7 separate regions of the Mus musculus genome follow, and regions 1, 2, 3, 4, 6 and 7 are each linked to region 5. Evidence: chromatin contacts called from public ChIA-PET and promoter capture Hi-C data. All regions are on one chromosome and are shown on one strand. Each heading gives the region's core, a stretch centred on a gene start, on an enhancer-like site or on the middle of the called end of the contact. The rest is flanking DNA. Distances are from core to core; before and after follow the strand shown.

Region 1 (3,016 bases), core at 2-2,501, 780 kb after region 5:
GCCTGCCTCTGTCTCCTGGGATTAAAGGGGTGCTACCACTGCCCAGTTTATCTATCTGCCATTCTTTTTTTTTTTTTTTTTTTTTTTTGGTTTTTCGAGACAAGGTTTCTCTGTATAGCCCTGGTTGTCAACTCACTCTGTAGACCAGGCTGGCCTCAAACTCAGAAATCTGCCTGCCTCTGCCTCCCGAGTGCTGGGATTAAAGTTGTGAGCCACCACGCCCAACTTATTTCTCAGTTTTAACTAATATTCCCTGGTTGGCCAATTTTAAAGACAAGTCCCTTCCCGCATCATTTCTTTATCTACATCACTTATCCTTTCCTGCTTCTCACAGAATACAGAAAAGACTATATCCAGAAAGACCTTTTCACTCTGCCAAACTCCATCCTTTTACGAGCCTGTTCAAGAGCATCCTCTTTATGAAAATTTCAAACTGACTTTGCTATTTCTGGTTACAGAATCTTACTGTACTTTTTCATGCAAACGGATAACTTCCGTTTATTGGTGGGGATGTATACATAGCTCGTTAGAACCCAAGGAAGCCGTGCTTTTTCCCTTTACAGTCCTTTTACAGCTAGACTCACAGCGTTTGACCTTCAGTAAGGTCTCAGATGATGCTAGAATCTGGTTACCTTTCCAGATTTAATATTAATGAAATGCAGACCTAACATTTAGCAAGTCTTAGTTGTTCAACTGCCATTGCACTTTGGCTGCTATCTTACAAGTCCGTAGCTTAGGCAGAGAAAGTGACCATTTAATCACACATTTTTCAGAGAAGAATTGATAAGGTGGGCTTGGCGGCATGCTTTAACCAAGGAGGAGGCGATTTGGAAAATGATGGGAGAATTAACACTCAGCCTTTATAGCTTTTCTGAACTCTGAGACATTCTTCTCTTTGATCTTTAAACGACCAGGTCTTTCTCTCAGTTCTCCTTGACTTTCGGAAGACACTGAGAACCGGGAGGTGAAGCCACCCCGCCAGCGTCTGTAAAGCCTTTAAGCGGCCCGCGGGGGATCGCACCTCCCGGGTCTCAGAGTCGCTGAGAGGGAGGGGCACATCGCGGCTGGCTGAAGTGTCACGACGCTCTCCTCAAGTCCCGGGGGTCGCTGGGTCCTGGGACTCACCTTCTCTCAACCCGCGAGCTGGAAGCCATAACCAGCCAGTGGCAGCGGGGCCTGCCAGGAACGCTTGGAGCTGCCGCCCGCAGCCTGACACCAGAGCCCTGAGGGCCGCCATCTTGGAACGCACCTGACCGCGTGTGCACTTCCGCTTCCGGAGCAGGGGTGTGCGCAGCCGCTGTGCGGCGGGAGGGTTTCTCGTGGTCACCGATCCCTTCTGTTTCTGTCACCTCCTCTGTCTGTAAATTACACGCCACCCGGTTTCCTTAGTTTTTCTTCCTGCTGGGCAGCTTTTGTGACTGAGGCTAGACCTGTCAGGACAGATTGGGATGGTAAGGACTCTGGCCCTCAGCATCAGAGGTGGAATACAGTTGACCACCCCTCCCACCTGCCGATCTTTGTTGCTAATACACACTTTCTTTTCTTTTCTAAAAGATTTATTTATTTAGTTAGTTAGCTAGTTATTTAATGTATATGAGTACACTGTAGCTGTACAGATGGTTGTGAGCCATCATTGCTTGCTCTCCTGCCCAAAGATATTATTATATCTAATTACACTGTAGCTGTCTTCAGACACCCCAGAAGAGGGCGTCAGATCTCATTACAGATGGTTGTGAGCCACCATGTGGTTGCTGGGATTTGAACTCAGGACCTTCGGAAGAGTGGTTGGTGCTCTTAACCGCTGAGCCATCTCTCCAGCCCCTTATACACACTTTCAATCTTTGTGTTTATATACACTTCCCTGATTTCTTGCAGGGTTTGGAATTATAGAATGCTTTGGTCAGGAGACAGGATTCCTACAAATGACTTTGGTCAGTCCGCCAGTGCAGAGAGGAATGCGAAGCTGGGCCACCCTAGTCACCCTTGTGGCTGCATCCTGGGAAGCCCAGGGCATCCCTAGTTCTTTATGAATGGAAACAACACCGCTCCCCCCTCCCCCCCTATAAAGAGTCACTGCCAGCGTTTCCCACATTGGCACCTCTTTTGTCCTTCACTGTTTTGGAATGAACAGACCTCTCTGCGGAGAAAAGGCTTTAGCCTCTTTTTCGGTCTTCTGTCTCCCTACACTGCCTAAGAGATCTAACATTTGGTGTCAAAGCCCGGGTTGCTGCACCACCATTATGCTAGGTTATTTAAAGGCAGCTGTAGAGAGACAGAAAGAGAGGCTCAGTTTGTCCTTAGCAGGGACAATGCTTATTCTCAGCAAGGGAAGATGGGCAACAGCCCCTTACAGGAGTAGAAATGACTTCGTAGTCTGAAAGGGAAGCTGAGAGATGTGGCCTTTCAGCTGGAAACAATCAGTTAGCCCATGCATCATAAAAGGGAGCTCACTCAGTTGGGGGTGATGTAGTGGATTCTGACCCATTAAGTTCTTCCCATGGATGTACACCTTGTGTGAGCATCCATGGGCGGTCATGCCTGATCTCTCCCCCTACAGAGACCCTGACGAGACATAGAAGAAAGAGCACGCAGCCAATGAAAAGGCTGTGGAAAGGAGGAACTGAAGGATGTATGGGTCACCCTGGCTCCTGGGTTCACTGCTGCTCCACCAGAGGTGGCAGACTGAGGGGTGTGCATGTCCTCCTTGTGCCTGTCCAGCAGTTTCCTACTGAAGGCTGGAGAGCCCGGCCAGCACTGGGTTCCCACTGCTCAGGCCACTGAATGGGCTGGAACTGAACTGAGTGTTTCTGGGCTGTTCTGCTTAAATCAAATGGCAAGAAGCTAGAGGAAAAAGACAGTTTCTAAAACGAACGAACGAATGAATGAATGAATGAAGAAAATGGTAAATGATATTTTCAAAACCAGCTTTCATTTTCTATAAAGACAGGTTAAAAGAAAACAGGTAACCTGGTCATAGTAGAAAAAAAATGAAGGAAAAAGGAATAAATACAACAGA
Region 2 (3,097 bases), core at 476-2,975, 690 kb after region 5:
GCAAGGCTATCACGACCACACTACATTCTCAGTTTTCTCCCTTTGGTGGGTGTGTGTGTGCGTGCGTGCAGTGTTTTCACACAGATGTTCATGGATGATGGAGCTGCACATTTGAGTGGAAGGCAGAAGCTGAAGTTGAATGTCTTTCTCTCTGCTGTTTTGAGAACCCAGAGCTCAGGATTTGCCTAGACGGGCTGGTGAGTCCACTCAGGGATTTATTTTATCAGTCTCTTCCTCCCCTCCACCTGGATTCCAGTCCTCAGCCATAAACAGGCACCAAAAGCTCCACCCTCTATGCCATCTCCCAGGGCTCTTCTGCTTACTTTGTCTGAGAGAGGAGGTCTTACTAAGTCACTCTGATAGCTGCCTGACTTTGTATCCCCTGCCTTAGTCTTCCCAGTAGCAGGGGTTACCTGCTGTCCTTTTAGCTGTATTTTTAAGATGCGAAAATCTAGATTAGTAATACTGACACTCTCCATTTAGATATTAGTCATGTTAATACTAAACTGGATCTAAGAGAGTACAAAAAAAAATGCTAGAGATATACCCATACAAGTTGAATGTCAACCCCTAGAATTAGCTTTCAAAACTAAGGGTGCCAGGAGGAGTCAGTGAACAAGCAAATCTGTGTATCATCTGAGTTTAGGTCACAGGCCTATTCGGGATCACTCTGGTGCTCTGTTTCTTTGCCTATGTAAAATTCTTCACAATCAAAGACAAAGCAAACAGAGTTGTTTGATTCCAAATCCTGTGCCACATACATCTATATGTTGGCGCTTACTCTAATAGAGAGAAGCTCTGTTGAAGGTATTAGCGTTCCCAAATAGCAAAAGCTGAACTAGACCCTGGCGCAGAGAGCACCCGGGACGCAAGAGAATTACTTCCAGGAAACCAAAGTGCCCCGGTGCAAATAAATGCAAAGCCGGTGGTAAAGCTCGTCTTCGCGCAAAAACAGCCGGAGACTATCTCACAGGTATAAACGAGGAAGGAGCGTCACAAATTAGCCCAGAGATGGCCAAGACTCGAAAGATAGAGGTATGTAAGGATGTAAGAAAATGGACACACGGGGATCTAGAATCAGCACAAGTCTGGAGTGATCAGCAGGGAAGAATGAAGGTGGCACTGGGGCAGGAATTTGCACGTGCGCTCCCGGAACGCCAGGGAATGTGGGGTTTGCCCCGGCGTCAGAGCCGGCACAGCCTGCGTGGGTGGAGACCGCGGTGTGATCTAGAGTGAAGAGAAGTGAGGAGTGGGCAAAAAAGCCACTGAGACATGGCGAGGAGATGTGCAACAGTTAGGGACCCTTGCGTGTGATGCAAAGGCAAGCGCGCAGGCAAGAAAAGACTCAAGTGGGAGGAGGTGAGGGCCGCGACCAGAAGCCACCCTCCCCACGGGCAGTGGGAAGATCAAAGGCCGCATAGGCAGGAGACAAACTGAGTTTGGAGAGGCCGTGAGGGAAGCCTGGGATAGGGTTCTCGGGGCAGGCCCAGGCCGCCAGGACCCCAGCTACCTTGAGGGCTTCCAGCCGGTAGCGCTGGGTAGAGCTGGGGTCCATCATGACCGTCACCGCTTTCACTAGCTCCTCGCACAGCGCGTTCACTTGCTCCATCTCCATGGCTAGAGCCGGGAACCCCACCGGCGTCCCGGGAGCACGAGGTTACGCACAGTTCCCCTGGCGGGACCACACGTTGATACCGGGCCGCGGCGGGCTGGGGGTGGGGAAACGGGAGGGAGGAGCGTGAGTCCCAGAAGTTGGAGCTGGGAAGAACCCAGCGCTGCGCATGCGCCGGAGCCGCCACGGCGCATGCGCGCGCGGAAGTGGCCGCTTCGGGTGACGGCCGCGCCTGGCGGGGCGGGGCTGGGGAACGGAAGTTCCGCGGTGCGCAGGCGCGTCAACCGTCCCTCGCGGCGCGCGCGGTGCTGAACTCCAAATTTCCTCTGGGCTTGCTGTGGGGCGTAAACCTGCAGGCTGGAAGGGCTGTTGGCTCGGCGGGAGCCTAGGGCTACCTACTCGGATCTGTGTTATCAGATTACACTCACTTGCTCCTGGGAAGGCGACGACGACATCTAGACGCTGTCATTGGACTCCGCCCGGAGCCCGCAGCTTCGCTCTTGGCAGTTTTGACAGGTGTCGCCTTGGTAAGGACATTAAAACACGGCTCGGGATCGCTATATCGGATGGCTTTTGAAGCCTTGGCTGTCGCTTTTACTTGGGGGTGACTGGGCCGAAATGAAAAGCATGCTTACTGGGAGAGAAGGCTCTAAGAGTGTCTCTAAGGAGAGTTTTCTTGTAGAAAGAGTTTTTCTTGTAATTTTTAAACCTTCCTCTTCACTGGTCCATATTTTCTCGTGCGTCTTACTACACGACCGACTCCCAAACGTGCTTTTGTACAGAATGGGATGAACTGAGATGTTGGAAAACGCATCCCAACTATACCTCTGGGAGGCTGAGGCAGGAGGATTGCTTCCAGTTTGAGGCCAGACTGAGCTGCAAAGTGAGACCCTGCCTCACGAAACAAAACCCATCCCAAATTTACGTAGTCTTTTACGTTTTGGCATTGTGCAGACTTTGCCAATACATAAAAGTACGAAAGGAACACATAAAAGACTTAAGGCTGTATCATCTCTTATCCTGCATATGTTTTAGGAGGTGTTTTTCCACTTAGTAAATTGTTGCCCTTAAATCACAGCTTCGCTTCCAGTTTTACCTCTGATATTTATATTGAATATGGTACTTATCCTGTATTGATTGCGACAATACATTTGCCACCTTCTAGCTTTATCTGTTCCAGTACTACAGAAAAGCCACGCCAGAGCACAAGGACGCCTGACTTAAGTGTAAAAGGTTTCTAAACGTACGATCATTTTGTTTTAGGTGAGGGGCGAGATTTGTAAGGTGTTAATGCTTTGAACATTCAGTATCTTCTTAATTATTTTCTTTACAGTAATTTTGCAGCTTTGTAGTAGTAGTTGCTTGGCACTGTTTTCAATGTGATTGTTTATTTGAAAAATAACTGTTTAAAGTTACAGTTGGGTGCTAGCTCACTCATCTGTATAACCTGTTTCTTGTATTTAAATCATGAATTTCCTGTGTTTC
Region 3 (3,060 bases), core at 328-2,827, 720 kb before region 5:
CTCTAAGCCATGCTCCTCCCATCTGCTCTCAGCCATCTACTGACCTTGGCTGCCCAGGGTAGAGGCAGCTGTGTGGTAAGTCTCACAGTCCACACAAAATGTCCCTTGTTTCTCTGCTCCAAGCATCTCCAGTTTCTTGGTGAGGAGCTCCACTGTCTGCTGGAGACTCTTGCCCTCAGCCACAGGCATCTGGGACACACTGAGAAACACAACGCCAAGTCAGCAGGGTCCAGAGACACAGAGCTTCTGGCTAAGCCACTCAATTCCCCAACAGGTAACGGATCAGCAGGGCTAGGAGTTACTTAGACATCTCTGATCCCCACCCATCAGTCCCCAAGAGTTCCTGGAACTCACTTGGTAGACCAGGCTGGCCTGGAATTCACAGAAACTTGCCTGACTCTGCCTCCCAAATGTTGGAATCAAAGGCATCAGCCCTCAGATGGATTGCCTGACTCTTCCAAAGGCCCCAGGAAAGGCCCTGTCCTGTATCAACTTACTGCAAACAGGGAAACTGAACTCTAAATGACTCTGCTGTGATCTGTCTTCATTGCTCACAGGCATTCTTTACAGTAGGGTAGAAGTATGAGATGAGGCTCCTAGTGTCAACTGTGGCAAGAGCCTTCCTTTCACAGGGCAGACCTGTGGCCCCTGGCCTCCAAGCTTCTTTAACTGGAAAGAAGCACACCACTACCAAGACTTTTAAGTGCTGAGGCCGAGTACTTTAAAATTAATACCCAGAAAAGCACGGTGCCCAAACCTTACCAACTGCCTTTTTATCAAGTGAGACTTCAAACATGTTTAAGATAAAAGTCAATCAAAACTGTCTGAAGCCCAGGCGATGGTGGCTCGCGTCCGTTTCATCCGTGCGCTTGAGAGGCAGAGAGAGGCAGGTGGATCTCTGTGAATTCGAGTCCAGCCTGTTCTACAGAGTGAGTTCCGGGCCTCCCAAGCCTACACAGTGAGACACCCAGCTCGAAAAATTGTCTCTGCCTGGTACTCCGAACTCCAAACTCCCAACCGCTCCTTTCCTCCTACCTCTGTCACTAGCCCCAACACCTTAAAATGGCCAATTCAAAGTCTGTAACTGCAAGCAAAATAGAAAAGTCACTTTCTCCTCGCGCCACTCTTATCCCTTTCTGCGAACAACTCCTAATCTAGAAACCCTATTTCTAACCTTTGGGTGCTAGTAGCGACACTACAAGGCCTCAAGGACAGGAAGAGGTACCAAGAAAAAGGTACAACTCCTGGCGGGTCCTAGGGATGCGCTGCTCCCTTTGCCAAAGGGGTGTGTCTGGGAAGAGAGAAGTCCCACGCAGTGTCCCCCATCCACACAACCGGAAGACATCTTGGTCAGCCCCCCGAGGAACCGAGAACCTCGGTCAAAATCCCTTTCCCCGGGCCATCACAGGCCCACAGACACCTTCACGACCCTATATGCTCCGTCACCACAGAAGCCCTTCAAGTCCTACCACGTCACTCCCATAGCGAAGGATCAAAAGGTGGCGCCTCCAAACCCTCGAACTCAGAGACTCCAGACCTTCACGCGAACGGCGGCCCCCTAAACACAGGAAGCAGTCGTTGATCGACCGCCGGAAATGCGCAAATACTGAGCGCCGCGGCGACACGCCCACAGGGAGCGCCATCTCTGGTACCCAGTGGTGACATTTCTAGAACGTCATCGACTCGGCTCCGCCCCCAAGGCGTCCAACGGGTTGACAGGACGCCCTAGGCTACTTTCATGAATTCTGGAAAAGGGTGACTTGGACATCCACCTTTCTAATGAGATTACCTGAGAATTTGGGGGCTCCTGCTATAGGTCCCGAAGCTCTTCCTGAGAGTAATAGATGAGGAACTTCCGGCCTCCTAACGCTGGGGGGCACTGTGATCTCTCAGTGGCCTCTTGGCGATCGGAACACACAGCGCAAGCGCAGTATCGGCTTTTTAGCCGGCTTCACACGTGTGAACCTGGTGGGCAATTTTTTCGGCCAAAATGCCCAAATTCAAGGTGACACGTGGGGCCAGCAATCGGGAGAAGCATGCACCTCTGGCCGAGCAGATCCTGGCTGGGAACGCAGTGCGCGCGGGGACCCGAGAAAAACGGCGGGGGCGTGAGGTCGAAGAGGAGGAAGAGTATGTGGGACCCCGGCTAAGCAGACGGATTTTGCAGCAAGCCAGACAACAGCAGGAGGAGCTCGAAACTGACCATGGGGCTGGTGATCGGTCAGCACCACCGCGAGAGCGCGCCACGCGGCTGGGTGAGTGACAAGGGGTGGAGTCGTGAGTTGGGCCGGTCTGACACCCCATCAGAATACTTTACCGGCGTGTTCCTCCACTTCCACTCCTGAATTCCAGAATTCAGAGTTAAGCCAACGAAAAGTGATCTCTCACACCAGTTCTAGCATTATTTTATTTTAGGTTTTTTTCGAGACAGGGTTTCTCTGTATAGCCCTGGCTGTCCTGGAACTCACTTTGTAGACCAGGCTGGCCTCGAACTCATAAAGCTGCCTGCCTCTGCCTCCCAAGTAAAGGCGGGTACCACCACCACCTGGTGGTCTAGCATTTATTTATTTATCCTCTGGGCGTTTGAAGTATTTGTGGACTGCCTGCATAATGTTTTGAGCTGTGTTAAGTTTTTAGGCAGTTTTGATACAGAAATAAGATATTCGTTCCTCCTGATAACACCGGAAGTCTAGCTCAAGGCACCCATTAAATAGAGTTACATATTCCAAGCAGGAGTGGCGAGGCTCACCTGTAATCCCAGCACTCGAGAAGCAAGGCAGAAGACCTTCTTGGCTATATAGTAAATTTCAGATTAACGAGCCCTGTCTCTCAAGAGAGAGGAAAAAAGTGATGATATTTCTATTTAAACAAAAAAGCAGATGAACATTAATTCTACATGGTGGGTATCCCAGATTTCATGTCCTTCGAATAAGACCTGAAAAGCAAGTGGGGACTGTCCCTGTCCCAGCGACAGGGGAGGGGAAACAGTATTGTTTACGGGCTAAAAGGGGGAAGAGGGGTGGGTACTGCCACCTGTCTCACTGGGGAGGAATTGTTGTT
Region 4 (3,370 bases), core at 71-2,570, 730 kb after region 5:
AACCTGAATCACTCTGGTGCACACTTAAAAGTCATAATCACCCATTGAAGCTCTTCCCACCTTGGGTTCTCCCATCTTTGTTTTTCAAAACAAGGTTTCTTTGTGGAGCCATGGCTATCCTGTAACTTGCTCTGTAGACCAGGCTGGCCTTGAACTCAGAGATCCCCCTGCCTCTGACTCCCAAGTGATGGGATTTTTTTTTTTTTTACATTATTTTTATTTTACGTGCATTGGTGTTCTGTCTGCATGTATGTGTGTGAGGGCATCAGACTTCCTGGAACTGGAGTTGCAGACCGTTGTGAGCAGCTATGTGGGTGCTGGGAACTGAACTGGGGGTCCTTTGGAAGAACAGACAGTGCTCTTAATCGCTGAGCCATCTCTCCAGAGTGATGGGACTTAAAGGCGAGCCCACTAGCTCCCGACTGGGTTCTCCTATTTTAAGAGGAAGGAAAGTAGTCTTCTCTGCCTTGAGGACTCCCAGAGCGGGTTCGTGCGGACTCTTCTCTGTGTCCACAGCCCCACAGGACAAGGAAAGGGCAGAGGGCTACGTCTAACTGTTCTCTGGTTTAATGTGTGTGGGTACTGAAGAATAGGGAAGGAACACATTGCTCTTGTCCCGGCTACTCCCCTTCTCCCTGTGGATTAAGTTTAGAAAAACGTTGGTTACTCTGCCTGCCCTCTTTTCCCAGTACAGTGTTCCTTCCCCACTCCCAGAGTAAGTAGGGGTTCAGACATCCTCTGCTCTTCTCAAGAGGAAAGGATCCCCGGTTCCCACTAATCCAAAGGTTATGGAGGTGAAAGGGGCAGTCCCTTCCCGAGGTCCTGACACTGAAAAGGATCGTCCAGTCTTGACGATCCCGCTTTGTAGGGGTCTTGGAACAGGAGGAGGGGTTCTCTTCCCCGGTCCTTCCTCCCTTGGGTCTTGACACCGGAAAGGGGGATTGATTTTCTCTCTCCCGCCTCCTTGGAGTCTCGGGGACCGGAAGAGTAGTTCCCCATGGCTCCGCCACTTTTCAGGTGCTCACCTCTGGGGGCAGGTACGGAGGGTTGTTGGCTTTACCTCCTCTGTTCCTTCCGTTCTTCTTCTTCCCCTTTGGGCCCCCGCAACTGCTGCTACCGCCGGCCCCCCGAGCTTTGAGGTTTCCACCCATGGCCGGGCCTCCTCCGGGCCGGCAGCAGCCGCCGAACAGCTCCGATACCCGCGAGTCCATCCGCCGCTGCCACCAGCCCCCCGCCCGACCCCTCCCCCCCGCCACTGCCGCCGCCCCTACTGCCACCGCCGAGTCGGGCCAGCCGGAGGAGAGCGGGGTGTGGCCCACTGTAGGCCACGCCCCTGCCTTCCCTGTCCTCCTAGTCGCGTCAGAAAAAGCCGCAGGGCATCAAGGGATACTGAGTCCGCAGCTATGAGATTTAGTGCTAAAGAATGCGAGTTCGAACTACAATTCCCAAGAGGCATCGCTATGCGAGAGTCACAGGTGGCTTCGGGGGCGAGGGCAGCAAGCGCGCCTTGAGCGCAAAGACTAAGGGGAGTTGTAGTCGGCACCCAGTTTCCCGTACTGCCAGCGGCTTCTCTTCTAGGGGCAGTAGGAAGGCTTTGTGGCCTGAGATTAGGGACAGTAACCGGAGGTGAAGGGCTTATATCAGAATTGAACTGGGTTTGACCTTTCGGCGCTGACCCCAGACAACAAGTTAAAAATCGGGGAGGTTGGATCTGACAGCCTGCTGGCTCCACCTCTGCCTCAGTTTCTTTCCTGACGGCTGGAGTGCTGTCGAGTGAGTCAGGGCAAAAGCTAGGGCGGAGGCAGATGGTAGTTATAGCATAATTAGAGCTGTTATTGTGACGATGATTATGCCACCCTTGCAATATAGTCACTGTTTTATTACTTGGGTGGCACAATCCGGGGGTTGGTTTTAGCAGCCCCAGGCACCGCAGTGGCCAGACACGTGTCCAGGACCCATAAAGCAGCCAGCTGCCTAAGGTTTGGAGGGTGCCTACTGCAAGTATCTCTCCTCCCCTTTGTTTTGAAGTTTAGCCAATCCCGGAAAACAGAATTTGGTTTAAAACTTGTCCGGAGGAGGGGCCTGGCCCCTACTTGGGGCGGAGCTGGGGTTCCAGTTACGTCAACCACCAGGGGGCGGGGAAAGTAGCCAGGAATAGAACTTGTCCTAGGACGCCAGGGGATTGCTGATTTGTCTTTCTAGCCAAGCTGTCTCTCCTGTCCTTCAGAACTCTCAGAGCGACATAAACCAGTATACGGGGCACCAAAGGCTCAGAATGGAGAAGCAGAATTGCTGGGCACAGAGTCAGGACGCCAGGGTTCAAATTCCAGCGCCGTGGCTATCTCATGACTCACAGTACGTCCATTCCCCTCTCTTCACAAACAACCAGGTGTTCACACATAGCCAAGAAATAGAACAGAGTTTGAAAGTTCTCCACGGTACGGTAGGAGCACTTACCTCTGGTGTACTCTGAAGGAGTTCAGACCTGGTTGAGTCCATAACTTCTGCACAGTTCCACATCGAAGGAGACGAGTCTATTGAGCATGCAGTCGCTGTCCACATTGGATAGTTTCCACACCAGCTATATACCAAAAGAACCAAAAGTTGAAAAGCCTTGCAGATCAGCCATTTACCTGGGTCTTCAGTAAAGGAAAGTAGGTGTCTTTTCTGTATGCTATCCTGTATGCTTAAGACCAGGATTGCCAGGAAAAAAAAGTTTTTAGAGATGGAGACTAGAGAATTCAGTGAGACATCTCAAAGGATGGGAATAGAAAGGAAGAGACATCCCCACCCCACCCACACATTATCACCACAAACAGGCCGGGTTCTCTCACCAGCCAGAAACCACTGCACTCAACTGATAACTATTTTTTAAATATCCACGGATCTTCCAGCAGTCACCCTTTAACACACAATTCCATCCCAGCCAATTCTCCTTAATGGATACCTTCCTTTAAGAAAGGGTGGGGCATGATATAACCCATTCTTGAACAGCCTGGCCTACCTACAGAGAGAAGTGAGGGCTGGCAGAGGAGAGAGGCCACAGGATGCCTGCTGGGAGACCAGGGTCCTGGGGAGTGGAGGTGGTATAAGTGGCCAGTTTCCTAGACAGGTTGTTTACGAGGTGGCTGCCTATAGGATGTATATAGTGTGTGCTTATATACACATCACATGCAAATATTTTTCCTGGCTTGTAGTGAGTCACTTGCTTTTACATCTAGTACCTTTGTATGAATATGCATTTTGTGATGTCACTTTCATGTGCTCTGACTTAGAGCAACCTTCCCCTCTGCTTTCTTGCTTGCCTGTCACCCTTAAGCCAACCTCATTATGACTATATATATATATATATATATATATATATATATAT
Region 5 (3,122 bases), core at 191-2,690:
CCGTTAATGGAGCTTTTATGGGCCTACTTCTTCCATTTAAACCGTCCGCTAATGGAATTCTCCGGACATCCTTATTATTTATTGAAGACCCACTTTATCACTCCCTGTGATCAACGGTAAGAACAGCAAATCCCTCAAAGCTCCTCCATTCTCCCCCTAATTCTTCACGCTGTCATACTCAAAGGGAGGCAGGGGAAGGCCAAACCAGCAAAAGTCTGTTACACTGCTATGAATTTAATAGGACTCACAGGAGGGGAGTTTCAACAATTTCTAACCCCTATCACCGCAAACATAAGACAATATCAGGTAAACCGAATGGGACATCACACTGAGTGTGGCCAGTGCTCAATCCCACTGGATGTCTCTCTCCTCTTCAGGAAGAATACTCCAGTTTGGGGAGGCCACGTTTCGGGCCAGCCAGTTGAAATCATCAACCTGGTCCCAGTTATTTTTGCTCCTATCTAAACCGGAGTCCTGGAAGTCCTTGTCGATCCCCGGGTAGCTCCAGGTGTAAGGGGCAAACTGGATGCCGCTGCAGTCCTCCACGATAGCCCTGCTGGTCACTTGCAAGAAGACGCGCGTGTCTTTGGTAGTGTGCACACGGAGCTGCTGGCAAGCCACAGCCAGGACGCAATCTCGACAATCCTCCAGAAACACAGAGGTGGTCACTGGGCCGCAGAGCACCTTGCAGCCGCGGGCCTTCGCAAGCCGCAAGGTGTTGGGATTGCCACACAGTTTGACAGTGCAGTTGGTCAGGTCGCTCAAAAGGACGTCGCGCTGGTGCAGCTCTTCAGCTCTCTTCTCCAGGTCTTGGGACTCCAGGTTGGAGAAGCCACAGGCCCAGCTGGCCCCGGGAGCTCCCTCCTCCTCCTTGGTCACCGGTGGAGAAGGGGCCGCCGAGGCGACGGGTGCGGCGTCTACCTGGGCGGTCCCCGCAGCATCCTTCTTCCGTGCCTTGAAGGCGAAGCGCTTCTTGGGCTGCAACTCCTGGCGACGTTCCGTTAGGACAGCCTGCAGCTGCGCCAACGCCGCCTGGCCCTGCCGCAGGTCGTAGGCGGCGAGGAAGAGCACCGAGTCGTTCAGGAGCTTCCGCAGGCCCTGGAGCCGGTTGGCCGCCTCTTCCAGCCGCTCCGCCGACGCCTCGCCCCGCAGCAGCTCCTCGACCGCTGCGCGCTCCCGGGCGAAGGCGGCGGCGAAGAAGCCGCTCTTCTCCTCCTCCACCTCCTGGTCCTGCCGCTTCTGCTTGCGTCTCTCCACCTCTATCTGCCTCTCCTGTTCGCGCCTCTGAAGTCGCTCGGGCACCAGGCTCAGGTCCCGCGGGGAGCCAGCGGCAGCGTCGGCCAGAGCCATGGAGCAGTCCACACCCTCCATCTTGACTCCAGGCTTCCTCCCCCGCCGCCTTGCCTCCGAGCGCTCGCTCTCCGCGCGAGGCCTCCCACCAACGCGCGCTGTGATTGGCCAGCTGCGGTGACGTCAGCTCCCTCCATATTCTCCTCGCCTATTGGTTTCTTCGCGTTGGAGGGGCGGGAAGGAGGGCGGGGCCGGCTGACAGGAGGGGGTGGGGAGACAAAGGTCCTGGTGGATGGGTGGGGTGGGAGGCAGTCGGGTGAAGCTTTTTTTTTTTTTTTTTTTTTCTTCTTAAAGGGGCAGGACTTATATCCGGGATTGTGGGGTGAGTTGCAGCAGCGGCAGCTGCACATGTGGGTTTGTTTATAAGAACAAGGTTAGAAACTCGCAGGCCTCCCCCTCCCCCCAGCTCCTCCCTGCTACCCCCTTACAGGCCGGAGATCTGCTGCAGGGTGGTGGGGAGGAATCTGTGCTTGTGGTGTTGTGGGGGACAGGTAGTGCGAGAAAGATGGAGGGGGGGGTTATTGCACCTCCCGGACCGCGTCGGAGGAAGCTGCAGCTGGAACAGCTGGCCAGGGAACCGCTTGCATGCCTCTGGGTTTTTTTCTTTCTTTCTCTCTCTCTCTTTTTTTTTCCCTTTCCCTTTTCCCTTCCATCACCTCTTTGCTCAGCCGGTCCCTGCCGCCCCGGTAACCCTCATCCTTCCTGCCCTCCCCCATCCACTGCAGCTCGGCGCGGCCTGGGGGCGTCTGGGTCCCCGTGGGCAGTTACTGGGGCGGGAAGAAAGCGCAAATCACCGCTATGGGAAAGACTGGGTTCCTCGCTGGAGCGGGCTCCGGGGTTCCTGGGGGAGTCTAAAAACAGATTATTTTTTTTAATGGCCAATTGCTGCAGTCGGAGGGGGGGCGGGGGAGGATGACATGCCACCCCCACCGTCTTGCTCCCTGACGCGGTGGCAGCCACTCCCTGCGCAGCTGGCAACCGCTGGCCGCGCGGGGCTAAGACCCTCAGCCGGAGCGCCTCGCTTCTCCCTATAGGGCCGGCGGTCTTTAGGAAGGCGATGGGGAAACGGTACATTATTTCTAGAGGTGGTGGGAGGGATTTGTCACCGGAAGTGAACGAGCCTAGCCTAAAGTCCAGACCAACCCGAGGTGCGAGTGGGCAGCCAAGACCGTGCAGTCCCTGGCAGAAGCCCAAGGCGGCGGCCGCCGAGGACTCGGGTGGCATCCTCGCGTGCTGCCTTCAGCCACCGTGCCTTCTGGACTCGGTGGCCCATACAGTTCTCGGTTTCAGCCCCATCTCCGCCCTTGTTGCCAACCTCCATTTTTGTTCTTTTAATTGGGATTTTTTTAACTGCCCAAAATACTCATTTGAAAATTTACCAATATGCCTGCGTTTTCCTGCAGATAAAGATGGGAGGAAACGAGAGCCATTCAATTAAGTTGGCATTAAGACTTGAGTTGCAAGCCTCACGTCCCATTTGCCTCCTTTCCTAACCATAAAAAAAAAAAAAAAATCCAAACCTCAAGCACAAAATCTTGATTGAAGAGAAAGCATTACACTACAGAATCAAAGACAAGTGTCACTGGGTGGCAAATTCTTTCCTAGGTGGAGGGTTGGAGTGGGAGATCACATGTTACTGTGTTCTTGTCTGTATACCTGCTGTAACAGAGCGCCGATGAGGGGGGCGGTCGGTGGTCACTTATGCAGGCTCCTTATTTTCGTCAGTTTTGTTTCCTGGGCAAGCTAGATGAGGCTCTTGTTTTCTACTTTTT
Region 6 (3,007 bases), core at 86-2,585, 740 kb before region 5:
AATGGTCTTATAGTGCCAGAGAGATGGCTTATTGGGTAAAAGAGCTTGCTGCCAAGCCTGACTATCTGAGTTCAATCCTCGGTACATAAATGATGCGAAGAAAGAGCCAACTTCCACAAGTTGTCCTCTGACTTCCATAACTGCTCCACATACATACAAATAAATGTAATTATTTTCATTAAAAATGTGCCTTACAAATCAAAGGGTTCTAAAGAATATTAATATGCCCTTCCTATTCACAATCATACAATACAACAGGCAGAGGGACTGCAATCTTATCTTACAGAAGTTTTTTCATAAAAGGTACTCATAAAGCCATTATGCAATCTAAAAGATGAGTTCACAGCTCTAAAACTCTCCTCAGCTCTGCAGTCAACCTTTCTCCATCACTGTCTGAAGATCTGGGGAGAAATTACCCCATGAAAAATGTTCCACACAAAGCTGCAAGCAGCATACGAACTCAACGCCCTTAGAGCAGTGACTTCAGACTCCTGCTCAGTAAACTTCCCTGGTTAGTTATTTCTCTTTCTCTCTCTCTCTCTCTCTCTCTCTCTCTCTCTCTCTCTCTCTCTCTCTCTCCATATTCTTCAGTTGCTGAAAACAATTAGGCAGAAATCTGTCTGATTAATAAAAACCAAATGAACCATGTCTTTCTCTCCCCAACGGTGTACTCTTCAATGAGATGCCCTGGCCCTGGCCAGCGTCGTTAGCTCTAAAACAGCTCCTCCACCCACCCCAACTACCACATCCCACAGGCACATTGTAAATAAACACAATTCATTTACCCTTTAGCACAACATTAGTGAAACCAAGAGGTTTTCAGCACCCAAGGCTGCCAATTTTTCTATCCCACAAGAACAAAATCAAGTAAAAATGGGTCTCATCTTTTCAAAGTGGACATGAAAGTGGATTTTCAGGCGAAAGATGGAAACTGGATCCAAGACTCCTTGAAGAGAGAAAAAGGTTTCTGGAATTTCCTACTATTAGGGACAAAAGGACTCACAAATTCAATACACATTTCTCTTAACAAAGAACTCCTATGCTGCACCCCCATCTGGTCCCCCACTTCTCAGTCTTTTCCCCCTGTTTCTAGGTCCCCTTTCACTCACCATGGTTCCTTATCTTCTGCACCAAAGGCTCTCTACTTCAGATCCTTCACTACAGCGTTTGTGCCCTGCCCCTTCCAGACCTTCTGGGGCACTTCAGGGCAAAACATTCGTTTCCCACTCCTGTGCAGCCCACCCCAGTTCTATACCCACCAGGACTTCCCTAGCTTGCCTTAATCTCCTTTCTCTTTCCCCACTCCCCATTCCATCCTTTAATTCCCAGGGCCCATCTCCTCGGGTTGCCTTTCGGCCAATCTTTTGACTCCACTATCTTTACCTTGCTGAACCTCCTCGACAAGCAATTCTCCAGTTTCCCAGCTCACCATCATTCCTTCCACCCCGCTTCTAGCGTCCTTTCAGCGTTGTTTCTTTTTCTCCCAGAACTGTCCTATTAACGCCCAGCTCTCAGCTCGCTTCCCGTTAGCCCTTCCACTAACGTCCGATTCTTGATTCCACCTGGTTGTGATCCAGGTCTCCTGTCTCCCTCACTTTACAGAATTTACACCCCTCACCAGCTACTGACCCACACCTTGTCGATCCCACCCCAGCGGCTCCCAGCCCTTCAGCTCATCCCCAGCTCTGCACTAGTTCACACCCTTGTCACGTCTGGCTCTTAATCACTCTCCTCCACTCCCAACTACTACCCCGGCTCTGCTCCTTCCTTGTCTTCCACTTGCAACTCTTCTGGCCCTGGCCCAACACCTCCCACCTGCCAAGCCTTGCCTCTTCCAGACCCCTGCTCCTAGCCCTGACCCCGGATCCCTCTTCCCAGCCCCGGGCTTCCTAACCTCATCCCGGGGCCAGCCTGGGTTTCTTTCTCACTCCACTCTCCGGCTTCTAACCCTTTCTCTCCTAATCCTCTTCATCTCCTACTCAGCAAACCCTTCCGTCCCCGCCCCAGCCTGCCTTCCCCTCTCTCCCTTCAAACCTTTCACCTCACAACCCAGACGTCGCCCACCCCGCCAAAACGCAGCGTCCGCGCGCCGGGACTCGCGCCTTCGCTGTCGCCGCCCGCCGTCCCCGCCCCGGGCGCCCGGGGCCCGCCGGCGTCGCGGTCCCGCCCCCTGCCGCCGCTCCTCCCGCCCGCTAGGCGCACGCCGCCTTTGTCGCCCCTCACCGGGTGTGTGAGGGGATTTTTTTTTTTTTCCCTTTCCTTTAAAAGGGGAGGGCCGGCATGCCCGGGCCGCGTGTCCCCGCCTCCGAATATCTGCGCGAACTCCCAGCCACTGCGGCCCCTCACGCCCCCCGGGCCGCCCCCTCGGCCGCTCCGCCGGCCCTCCGCCCCCTTCCCAGCTCCCTCCCCTCTCTATTTACCGCCATCATCAGCACGCGCGAGCTGTCACCCGGGCGCAAGACGAGCAGGCGGACCACGCCCCTTATCGCCCATTGGCCCGCCTGTCAGAGCCCCGCCCCCAGGTCCCGCAATGCGCCAACGGCGCACCTTCCCGGCCGCGACCTGGGGCCCCGCGCCCTTTACGCAGGTTTGTGCCGTGGGCACCAAGTTTCGGGTCAGCGGCTGTGGCGGGCCGGTGTGAGAGGCTAAGACGCGGCGCGGCGCGGCGCGAGTCACCGGCAAAGTTTGGTTGAGGTACGGAAGAAGGTTTCTAGACAAAGAGGCTCTTAAAGGTACAGAGTCTACTGTCTGGCCCTCCTCCTTAAAGGGCCAGGCACTTTTCCGAGCGCCCCACCCCCACCCCTACGATCTGTAAAGGTAAAGGAATTTTGCATACCCTGCGGCTTACCTTCTGCACGTCTCGCTGCTCCAAAGAGGCCTTTCCCACTTCCGGGTATTTTTTTTTTTTTTTTGCGTTTTCTTTACGGTGTAGCAGCAGCCAGAGAACACACACATACACACAGTTACTCTTGGCGCCCTGACACACACACACACACACGTACGTGTG
Region 7 (3,025 bases), core at 167-2,666, 800 kb before region 5:
CAGCATTTTAGATTGCTTTGCTGCTATGATACCTGGGGTAGGGGGCTCATCATTCTCCCTCCACCATCTCTACTCCTGCCCCTAGGGTTTGGTTTTGTTTTGTTTGTTTGTTTTTGAGGAAACATCTGTCAACTATGGGAGTTCTAGTTGAGGTAGTTTCTAGACGTAGATACAGGGCTGGAGAGATGGCTCTGCACTTAAGAGCACTGGCTGCTCTTCCAGAGGTCCTGAGTTCAATTCCCAGCAACCACATGGTGGCTCACAACCATCTGTAATGGGCATTCAATGCCGTCTTCTGGTGTGTCTGAAGACAGCGACAGTATACCCAAATACATGAAATAAATAAATAAATCTTAAAAAAAAAAGAAGTAGCTATAAAGCATTTCACATTTGAATGCTGGACAGACTTTCTGACCCTAGTGTCAGAAAGGTCCAACTATAATAAGAGGCAAAATTTCAGATTAGCTGAGACCTAGGTAGATGAATCCACAAAACAGGACTCTGAAGAAAACCCTTGAAATCCCACCTTCCTGTTCCAGGAAAACAGTACTTCCCAGGGTCCCCCGAGTCCTGCATCCTTCCACACCTCTTAGGTGTGGAAAAAGAAGCCCACTCTTGGTTTGGCTTATTCTTTGGAAGGAGGAAGCAGGCTGAAGGAAATGTGCGCAGGCTAAAGGTAGACACTGGAAAAAACATGGGGGTTTAAACTATCAACAGGGAGTTGGGAAGGGGTGTGAAGTCAAGAGCTACTGGATGCAAGATGGGAGAGGGATTGCATCTTTCCGACACCCCTCTTTTTCTTTGCGATATCAAACACATTATCAGATGACCCATCGAAAGGGGATTATACTGGGTGGGATGGGGAGGCTGTCTGAAGTAGGTAGGGTTGGGTACAGGCACTAGATGGAGGTATGAGATCTGAAAATGTATACGAAGCCTTGGGAGAAGATGGGCTGCAAAAAGCATGCAAAGGCTGAGGAATTTCAGGGTTGCAGAAGCCTTTGGGCCATTGAGCAGAGAACGATGTGACTGTGGGCGGTTCAGAGGGTTGGGAGCGTAAGTGAGGGGGTTCTGCGGGATCCCGAAGACCCGAAGGTGTAACTAGGGGGAGAAGAGGGTGGGGTCTGGGGAGCGAAAAGCAGAACTGGTAACCGGAGGTTTTCTAGATACCCAGACGGAACGCGGAGGTCGCGGCCGCGCTCCCAGCCTGGATCCCCGCCCCCCCAGCTCCCGGGTCCGCCGCTAGCCCGCCCGCTTGGAGCTTTCTAGGGTAGAAGCCGAGACTGCGGTGCGGCACGACCCGGCCTCGGTAGAGCCGCCTGGTCCCCGCCCCGACGCGCCCCGACTCACATCGCCCCGCGGCCCAGGCGGCGCCGGGCCCCGCTCCCGGGTCCCGCTGCAGCAGCCGCCGCCGCCCGCCCGCAGCTAAGGCCTCCCAGCCCCGCCCCGCCCCGCGCCCGCGGGGTCGGAGGTCGCTGGCTGCACCAACGAGACGCTGCGGGCGGACCGACCCGAGCCGGGGCAACCGGCACGCAGCCTAGAAGGTCCCTTTGGAGGACTTTGCTGCAGTCGGGGACAGAGAGCATGCGCAGACGCCAGAGGGCGCTCGGGGCCCGCGACTAGGACTCCTGAGGGGCGTGGCCTGTCTGGAGAAGGGGGCGCGGCGGGGCGGGACGGGGACAGAGGTAGGGGCAATCTCTCAAGCAGAAGAGAGTCACCATAGCAAAGCGGATCAGAGAAGACTGGTCAAGACTCGGAATCCAGGAGGGGAAGTGGCGAGGGATCTCTGGGGACAAAGGGGAGGGCAGTAAAGGCCCAGAGGGGGCGGGGCTTAAGCCGGGGGGCGGGCCGGGCCGGGAGAGTCCGGACAGTTCGCAGCTTGGCGTCCGTGCATCGCGTAGCCAAGTCCACCGGTGCCTGTGCCCTTCTTGCCCTGAGACCCACAAGCGCTTTCCTCGGTCTGAAGCACCCGCCTTGTCAGGGCCACTTGGGGGCGCGGCCGACGGCAGATCTCTCCTGTGCTGCGCTGGTGCTTAGCCACGCAGAGACCCTTTCGGATTCTTGATTCCCACTCCTAAACCAGCAGCTAGACAGGGACCCCAAGCGAACTCGGTAAGCACGTATTGAGCCTCCCTCCGCCTCGCAGATGGACCGGCCAAGTTCTAGGAAAATTTGGGGGCTATACCTAGAGGCCACTTGGTGAAAGCGCACACCCCCCCCCCACACTCCTTTTCCACTGGGTGTCAGGAACACTTTCCCATGTCTACTGCTCTCTAGTGCCTCTCAGGCTCATTCTTCCAAGGACCGGTGTTGTTTGGGGAAGGTCGACCCCTGGAACCTAGTTGCATCTGGGAGAGGGCGGTGGGAAGCCAGTGTTCGGCCTGCTCTTACCTGAGAGGAGAGAGGAAGGGAACTATGGAAGGAAACCAGAATGTTAGTAAGATGGGGTCTAATGGTAGCGGGAGGTGAATTAGGTTGTCCTTGGGTGGGGGACAGCAAGGGTGTTGGGTAGAGGTCTGTTTTCTGATAGTTATTTCTGTGTTGGACAGTTCCACGCAAACTAGAACTGATCCTGAAGAGGGTACAAGTCCTCTTCTAGGGCCCCAGAACCTATCCCCCCTACACACACACACACACACACACACACCCTGACTTGTTGCATGGAGCTGAACCGGTGCTAAGGGGTGTGGCTGTTCCTAGCCCTGAGTGTGGACAGTCCATTCTGGCCACCTTCCACAGGAAACCTGACCTGAGGGACAGAACGGGAAGGAAGCAGGTGGGTGGGAAGCGGGGGAATAGGGAAGGGTGGTACTGGGTATAGGAAGGGGGACTGAGGGAGCGCTTGGAGTTGGGTGGTACTCAGATGGTTATAAACCGAGCCTGCTGCCCATCCCCAAAGCTCAGTGATTTACTGGCCGTCCTCCTGAGCCCAGCTGCTGTCAGACTCCATCCTAGTTCTAGAATAATCTCAGACACTGAATAAACATACAAGTTTGCTGTGGCTATCCCCACCGGACACAACCCA

Evidence for each region. Promoter capture Hi-C pulls out the DNA fragments that hold promoters and counts their contacts. ChIA-PET counts read pairs in DNA pulled down with a chosen protein or histone mark. Capture Hi-C pulls out chosen DNA fragments and counts their contacts.
Region 1: an RNA polymerase II ChIA-PET map of memory CD8 T cells shows a contact between it and region 5, with 8 read pairs. The contact joins the promoter of Mrps18a here to the promoter of Tbcc in region 5. A contact is called at or near these places in 2 of 115 datasets of contacts at active chromatin or transcription factors (memory CD8 T cells and pancreatic cancer cells).
Region 2: an RNA polymerase II ChIA-PET map of memory CD8 T cells shows a contact between it and region 5, with 77 read pairs. The contact joins the promoter of Xpo5 here to the promoter of Tbcc in region 5. A contact is called at or near these places in 2 of 115 datasets of contacts at active chromatin or transcription factors (astrocytes and memory CD8 T cells).
Region 3: a contact with region 5 is called in a promoter capture Hi-C map of liver, with 2.8 times the contacts expected there. The contact joins the promoter of Med20 here to the promoter of Tbcc in region 5. A contact is called at or near these places in 11 of 39 promoter capture datasets (the 3T3-L1 cell line, the C10 cell line, the HPC-7 cell line and 7 more), 3 of 115 datasets of contacts at active chromatin or transcription factors (extraembryonic endoderm stem cells, memory CD8 T cells and pancreatic cancer cells) and 1 of 9 other capture datasets (liver).
Region 4: a promoter capture Hi-C map of pre-B cells shows a contact between it and region 5, with 4 times the contacts expected there. The contact joins the promoter of Gtpbp2 here to the promoter of Tbcc in region 5. A contact is called at or near these places in 4 of 39 promoter capture datasets (hippocampal neurons, liver and pre-B cells), 2 of 115 datasets of contacts at active chromatin or transcription factors (embryonic forebrain and pancreatic cancer cells) and 1 of 9 other capture datasets (adipose tissue).
Region 6: a contact with region 5 is called in a promoter capture Hi-C map of hematopoietic stem and progenitor cells. The contact joins the promoter of Usp49 here to the promoter of Tbcc in region 5. A contact is called at or near these places in 15 of 39 promoter capture datasets (the 3T3-L1 cell line, 3T3-L1-derived adipocytes, the C10 cell line and 10 more) and 3 of 115 datasets of contacts at active chromatin or transcription factors (extraembryonic endoderm stem cells, memory CD8 T cells and pancreatic cancer cells).
Region 7: a promoter capture Hi-C map of 3T3-L1-derived adipocytes shows a contact between it and region 5, with 5 times the contacts expected there. The contact joins the promoter of Frs3 here to the promoter of Tbcc in region 5. A contact is called at or near these places in 11 of 39 promoter capture datasets (the 3T3-L1 cell line, 3T3-L1-derived adipocytes, cranial neural crest and 7 more), 2 of 115 datasets of contacts at active chromatin or transcription factors (bone marrow-derived macrophages and memory CD8 T cells) and 2 of 9 other capture datasets (adipose tissue and liver).

Annotation. Positions count from the first base shown.
Region 1 is chr17:46,109,239-46,112,254 of GRCm38.p6, reverse strand. Mrps18a (mitochondrial ribosomal protein S18A) reads right to left here and starts at 1,251. Exons shown (of 6, transcript NM_026768.3): 1 at 1,126-1,251. The coding sequence starts at 1,237.
Region 2 is chr17:46,201,439-46,204,535 of GRCm38.p6, reverse strand. Xpo5 (exportin 5) reads right to left here and starts at 1,725. Exons shown (of 32, transcript NM_028198.3): 1 at 1,511-1,725. The coding sequence starts at 1,615. It overlaps Polh (polymerase (DNA directed), eta (RAD 30 related)), which reads left to right and starts at 1,895. Exons shown (of 11, transcript NM_030715.4): 1 at 1,895-2,139.
Region 3 is chr17:47,610,102-47,613,161 of GRCm38.p6, reverse strand. Med20 (mediator complex subunit 20) reads right to left here and starts at 1,577. Exons shown (of 4, transcript NM_020048.4): 1 at 1,470-1,577; 2 at 45-199. The coding sequence starts at 1,483. Bysl (bystin-like) reads left to right here and starts at 1,670. Exons shown (of 7, transcript NM_016859.3): 1 at 1,670-2,255. The coding sequence starts at 1,991. Gm20517 (predicted gene 20517) reads right to left here and starts at 1,577. Exons shown (of 9, transcript NR_157366.1): 1 at 1,470-1,577; 2 at 45-199.
Region 4 is chr17:46,158,982-46,162,351 of GRCm38.p6, reverse strand. It overlaps Gtpbp2 (GTP binding protein 2), which reads right to left and starts at 1,320. Exons shown (of 12, transcript NM_019581.3): 1 at 1,026-1,320. The coding sequence starts at 1,211.
Region 5 is chr17:46,888,939-46,892,060 of GRCm38.p6, reverse strand. It overlaps Tbcc (tubulin-specific chaperone C), which reads right to left and starts at 1,440. Exons shown (of 1, transcript NM_178385.3): 1 at 1-1,440. The coding sequence starts at 1,371. The coding sequence ends at 346. It also overlaps a transcript of Bicral not described here.
Region 6 is chr17:47,629,018-47,632,024 of GRCm38.p6, reverse strand. It overlaps Usp49 (ubiquitin specific peptidase 49), which reads right to left and starts at 1,335. Exons shown (of 7, transcript NM_198421.2): 1 at 1,110-1,335. The region is part of intron 3 of Gm20517 (predicted gene 20517); the gene reads right to left.
Region 7 is chr17:47,693,598-47,696,622 of GRCm38.p6, reverse strand. Frs3 (fibroblast growth factor receptor substrate 3) reads right to left here and starts at 1,416. Exons shown (of 7, transcript NM_144939.2): 1 at 1,351-1,416. Prickle4 (prickle planar cell polarity protein 4) reads left to right here and starts at 1,887. Exons shown (of 7, transcript NM_001290337.1): 1 at 1,887-2,112.